Linked DNA regions of Zea mays: region 2 is linked to region 1. Evidence: chromatin contacts called from public Hi-C data. All regions are on one chromosome and are shown on one strand. The core of a region is the stretch at or near the end of the contact, and the rest is flanking DNA. Distances in the headings are between cores, read along the strand shown. Region 1 holds the start of LOC111347723. Region 2 holds the start of LOC103650478.

Region 1 (3,120 bases), core at 288-2,787:
ATCCCAACTGGTTATGAACATAAGACCCTACACTAGACGACTTGGGGTTCGAATTTGAAAATGCAATTTTTTTTCTTGCATGAGTAAGTGGTAACCGTATGCAGTCAAGTGGTTCCGTTGGACTTGTAATCAAACATCCTATCAGTGTCTTCGAAGAGACAGCTAGCTAACGTACTGTAGCCCACTTTGGTAGAGACAGACAGATAGGTAGGGACGATATGATCAGACGATCAGTATTCTATACATGTCTTTTCGATCTTCTCTGTCGAACTCCAACCAAGAATTAATGGCTATCAGTACTTGAGGTTTACTACCTGCAATATATTTAATTGGCAGACATGGTCGTCATGAGAAGAACGTCTAGGCTATTTGCCTATTTCATTGTACATGTGATAGTATGCTACGTACATGGAAACTTAGCGATGAATAATCCTCACCCATGCATGCAACCAGTAGGCTTAATTAAGATGACATGCTGTAGCAGAGATCGAGAACAAAACGTACTGCGTGCCTCCATCCTCCTCGATCGTCTCACGTACTGTGTGCAGGGGTCCGTCGACGGTTCTCACAAGTCAGATCCAAAATCTGCAGCACACAACCATACACCATAGCAGCGGAAAAAAGCATGCAGATGGATCTATCTTTCTCAAAGTTGCAGCAAAAAAACAAGAAGGCGCAGCGTCATCAGCAATACATGCCCCAGAATTGTGAAGGAATGAGGCTGTCATGCATGATCTAACAACGATTTGCAGGCACAAAGCGAGACACAGACCAGACGAGAGCGCGCGAGGCCACTCTAGTCTAGCTGTGCGTGGACGCCTGCTAATATGGTGCCAACCAAATCAGAGCTAGATCATGCTGGCAGCTTCACTCATTCGCAAGAGCATTTGTGTTTTCATCCAGGATGAATCAAACTAGCTAACATCTCTCTCTCTCTCTCTCTCTATCTGTCCATCCCTTCGTCTTCTCCATACTCCTCTCAAGAAAATTAACCTCAGGTAGCCTTCACTTGATTTCAAAATCCTAGCATCTACTGGAAATTAAAGACACCAGTGCAAAAAAAACAAAGATTCTTGCAATGTGGTAGAAGTGAGATATATCGAGCTGGAAGAAGAACAGCAAATTAACACACAAGACCAAGAAGAAAGATGGGACAAGGAAAAGAAAAAAAGGCAAGATGAAGCGATATATTTGAACTCTCCCCTTGCAGGACCTTAGCTTTGCCTTGGACGATGGACATGGGACTGTATTTATAGAGGAAAGAGGACGCATCCACGGCAGGCTAAACTTGGCGCACTAGCCCCGTGGCGGTGCATGCACTTAGAGCAAGTATTATAAGTACACCTCAGCAGGCTGTAAGGTGTTCCACGTCATCAGATTCTTACGTGGAGGGGTGAGAAACCAAGAAAGAGAAAGAAACGGGCTCTTGTTTCGCAGCCCGTCCGCAGCGTCGTCCTCGAGGGAAAAAAGACCGCTTGCAGCCCACAACGAGAAGATGTGCCGGCTCTTTCTCGCTCTTTCGACTCCATCCTGATCCCGTGCGTCTTCCTCGGCCCTCACGACCTCGCTCGTCGCTGCCCCCGCACACCCGCGCTTCTTCCGTCCCTCCCGCTAAATCCTTCCGTCCCTCCCGCCAAATCGCGCCATTTAGTCTCCAAATCCATTCGCTGCGCGCCAAATCCAAGCCACCATCCTAAATCGCCCCCAAATCCCAAACCCTAGAAGCAAAACGCGTTGAGGCGTCAATCCAAGAGGACCTCTGCACCAACGCCTCTGGAGATCCCGCCGCAAGGGGCTCCGCCCGTTCAACCACCAAGGGCTCAGCCCATCCTCCCGCCTGGCTTCCCGTCCATGGTTGGACCCGGCACTTGGTTTGCCCCACGTCCACCGCAGTCCATGGTGAGCTCTTCTGTACCATCAGGCAGCAATGGAGGCTCTGCAGTTCCTCGTTCTTTGGCTGAGAATGTTGCTGACACTGATGTACAAGCATGGTAAGTCGTCTGTTCATATAATCCTATTACTATGTAAAAATCCTTGTATACCTTGTTGGAAAGATTTAATCCTTGAGCACGTTCTGGCATTGAGGTGTTTAAGGCAAAAGCTATTTTAAAAATGGCTAAGGTATTTCCATTTAACCAAGTTACTGTGCATTTAATCTGGTCTTTCTGAAAATTGTGGCCTGTTCAGTCAATAGTCCAATTTAATCTGGTCTTTCCTGAAATTGTGGTCTGCTCAGTCAATAGTCCGATTTTATTTGATTACAATGCATTTAATCTGGTCTTTCCTGAAATTATGGTCTACCTCCTGAAGTTAACGTTGGTGATAACTTGTGTTTCGCTGATGTGCTGCTTAGAAAGGCTTCTATCCGTGATCGTCCACAGCATACACAACTAAAAAATGATTTGGTTGAGCACATTTGGCATAGGTTTGGAGGTAGAAATCATAATTATACATGGTAGGATACTAAAATTGCTTGTTTCTATTTTATTTCCACTATACATTGAGCTCATACACATGAATTTTATTTCAGAACAATATAATGCTTTTGATGTGGTGATGCTGCTGTTCTACTTCCATCCTTCCAGGTATGAATTATTTAATTTGAACCTCTTCTGAAAGCCACTATATTTTATTATAACTTATCTCATGATTATCCTTGGCTACATATTAGTTATTTAACCTTGGTTCTGTTTCCTTTTATCGAGTGACTGCTGGTTGATGCAAATCGGATGGCTACTCCTATTTACCAAAGTTCTAATTATGGTTGTGTGCCTTCTTTCATCATTTTCATCTATTTACCAAAGTTCCAATTATGGCTGCGTGCCTTCTTTCAACATTTTCATGTAATTCAATAACAATGGCTTTGTGCCTTGTATCGTTGTTTTCATTTAGATCAATAACTATGGCTTTATGCCTTTTATTATTTAAAGAGTACTGTTGTAATGGGCAATTGTTGATGTTGACGTGAAATGACTTTATCTACTTGTTGTGAATCGGCCACAAGGATGAAGTGCATAGCAGATGATGTATATATGGAAGCATTGAATGCTTCGGTTGAGTGCATCCAGCCTATCATAAAGCCAACCCATTATATGAATTGGCTGTGTGTCTGGCTCTATA
Region 2 (3,120 bases), core at 458-2,957, 140 kb before region 1:
CCTCGACGACATCGAGGAGGCGCAGCCGCTCGGCGCGCGCGCGGCGCTGGGCGTAGACGAGCGCCTGCATGCGCCGGAGCGTCAGGCTGGCCTGGCGCCGCACCAGCTGTCCCCTCACAATCGCCTGCAGCATCACCATCCCTCGCAGCGCGCATAGCGCCTTCCTCGCCTGCCGTCGCAAACCATTTCACTGTTCACACTTGACATTTACACTTGCCGCGTGGAGAATCGCCGGAGCCGAGAACTGCACGCGGCCGGCCGGCGGGCCCAAGAACGCACGTACCAGGTACGATCGGAAGGCCGACTGGATCTTGACCGCCGCCGCGGCGGCCTCCCCGCCACGACCACCGCCGCGGGCGTTCCTCCTCCTCGTCCTCCTCCCCGACGCCGGAAGCGCGACGACCGTGCCCGAGGTGGACGCCGCCTCAGGGACGGCGGCGGCCGCGGCCTGCTGCTGTCCCTGCTCCTGCTGCACCACGACGACATGCAGCTCCGCCTCCGAGAAGCAGTGCGACGACGAGGACGCGAGCGGGCCCTGGGAGCTGGACGCTGCCGCGCCCGGCCGCCGGAAGCTCCACCGCCTCTTCTCCCTCCCGTGCGGTGTCGCCGCCGCCTGCGCGTGCGAGGGCAGCGGCGCGGACAGCACCGACTGGCAGTCGGCTTCAGCCCTGTCCTTGGCCTTCCTCCCTTTCCTGCCGGACAGCAACAAGTTTCTGAGCCACTGGCTCGCCTTGCCCATCTGCGCAAGACGCACTACTCCAAGAATGAAGGAGCAGAGGCCCGGTGGCCACTCATTGCTCTCTGGAACTGGAACTGGAACTGCTCTCACGTCTCGCCTCAAGATTGTTCCATTGCCTCACACGTCTGCGATCTGCCCCCACTGCACCGGCCATGTGAGGGTGAGGAAGAGGAAGTCCTCCCCGCAACAGCTAGCACCTTCAATTTTGTACCCACCGCCAGAAATGACTGCTAGCTTCAATTGCATGAACACAGGCATGACTCATTGGCTCATGATTTATGAAACAAAAGGGAACAATCGGAGTGATCGGCGGCAGTGTCCTAGCTAACTGCCAGTTTATGGTCTCCCCATATGAGGTGGGCCGTGGGCAGATGGATGCGGCTTGTGGCGTGATGAAGAGCACAGACGGACCACGGAGGGTGTAGGGTTTAAGGGACGACCGGTCGATCGGTCGCTGGCCAGAGCTTGTCTTAGTGAGGAGCTGAGTACCTGTACTGTATCTGTACCTCCTCCTGCAATGCAATGACGGACCGATGTGAGCGGAGCGATCAATGTGGACAGATGCATTGCATTGCATCCATGGTCAGCAATGGAATGGCAACAAGTACCCGGGCCCTCATCAGGCCATCGTCTTCCAGAACCAGAAGGCACACCCATGGCAGTCGCCAGTAGGACATGTGTGTGTGGAGATCTCTGGAGGAGGAGACAGGCACGCCGCACGCAGCTCTGCGCCACAGCTAAGGATGGCAACGGGGATATATGTACGAGAAATTTGCTGTTTTGCCACTCTCAAATTTGGCTGCCTGTTATTATGCCATCCCGTGTCTATGACTGGTGGGACCATCTGTGTCTATGATTTGTGGGTCCGATGGCATAATGGCGAAGCCCACAAATGATAATGGCAAAATTGCAAATGGCTCTATATGTACTGTCGCGAGAAGGTCGAATTTGCTGCTACGGAGAATACATCCCGGCCCGTTAATCATCTTTGTTCTTCATTCAGAGACCTTTCCCCTTCACGCTCACTGTTGGAGATCGGAGAGGGAAGTGAGGGAGCGACTATCTAGTCACACTGGCCACCGGTGTACGTCGAGGAGTAGTCTTGAAAGTTTGGGCCGTGCCTAACGGGTCTGTATGAGCACGGCCAAAAAATAAATGCACAAAGTCTGGTCCAGCACATGTGTAAAAAAATCGAGCCTACACGTTAGATGGGCTAGATCGTGCTCCAACTTTCAGTCCATCGGGTCACATGACTTGGCACGCTGTCATGGGTCGTGTTCGTGCCAGTCCGGCACGGACAAGGGCACGGTTATGGTGAAACACATGGTTGAGCTGAGGGATGCTGTCAAAGAGCCCAGCGCGGCAGTCTCGGCCTTTCCCACCACGAGTGACTGATGCAGTGTGGCACGCTCGACGGTGGCCTCATCGACGCGCATCGGCGCATGCAGTCGGCCTCGAACAGTCCAACTTCTACACCATCCGCTCTCGCTCCTCGCGACTCTTCTCCCACAGTTCCTGCACGCATGCACGCAACCAGAAAAGAGGACGCCATCATCCAAGAGCCTCAAGCATATGAAAGGACCGAACAACTCTTCCCAAGATGTAGAAAAACTTTTTGGGCAAAAATATGAACCCTGAAGCAGCGCGCTGTAGCCGTCGGTCTCAACGCCGGTGTCGCCATCCCTGATCGTCGACCCGGCAACTAGTACTGGGCATAAAACTCGAGCCCGAAGCCCTGTACCCGAAATACCCGAACCCGTAACCGTATAGCCCAAAACCCGTTACCCAAATAGCTCCAGCGGGTAACGAAACTAAATACCAGAATTAAGTACGGGCCTAATCAGGTATTAAACCACTGTACCCGAACTACCCATACTACCCGAAGCACTGTAGCTACATGCTCACGCCAGCCCGCCAGGTGCTCGGCCTGCTCAGTGCTCACGGCCCAGTTCTCAGTTTCTCACGGCCCAGGCCCTGGCTGGCAGCGCCCCCCTTCCCAGTCCCCAGACCCACTGTCCAGAGCCAGAGCCCAGAGGCACGCACGACCGTGAAATTGACAAATCAACAAAGCACAAACCCTAGCTCCTGGAGGTGGCGGCTGCCGGCTCCGCGGTCGGCACTCGGCAGTAGCACCGCAGTAGGCAAGGGCGCAGGCGTGTGTGGGTGTGCGGTCTGCGGTGTGCCCTGCAGTTCTTCTCCTCTCTCTCTCATCGTCACGCAAGGCAAGGCCACAGCCCACAGCGTCCTCGGCGGCAGCGTCCACAGGCAAAGGCAAGGCAAGGCCTCTCTCTCATCGTCAGGCACTGCGGCAACGTCCTTGGCCAGGCAGCGTCCACAACCTCCTCTCTCTCATCGCTACATGCTCGAATATATCGGGTATT

What was found. Hi-C and Micro-C count contacts between places; a contact is called where the count stands out from the background.
Region 2: a contact with region 1 is called in a Hi-C map of leaf, with 8 times the contacts expected there. The contact joins the promoter of LOC103650478 here to the promoter of LOC111347723 in region 1. A contact is called at or near these places in 6 of 25 Hi-C or Micro-C datasets (bundle sheath, ear, leaf and 2 more).

The regions. Positions count from the first base shown.
Region 1 is chr3:120,488,289-120,491,408 of Zm-B73-REFERENCE-NAM-5.0, reverse strand. LOC111347723 reads left to right here and starts at 1,537. Exons shown (of 3, transcript NM_001357658.1): 1 at 1,537-1,991; 2 at 2,531-2,585; 3 at 2,706-2,980. The coding sequence starts at 1,928. The coding sequence ends at 2,847. It overlaps MIR167a (microRNA MIR167a), which reads right to left and starts at 886; the gene lies at 697-886. It overlaps LOC112679201 (MIR167aHG), which reads right to left and starts at 1,222. Exons shown (of 1, transcript NR_157308.1): 1 at 588-1,222.
Region 2 is chr3:120,629,999-120,633,118 of Zm-B73-REFERENCE-NAM-5.0, reverse strand. LOC103650478 reads right to left here and starts at 1,707. Exons shown (of 2, transcript XM_023302094.2): 1 at 284-1,707; 2 at 1-169. The coding sequence starts at 739.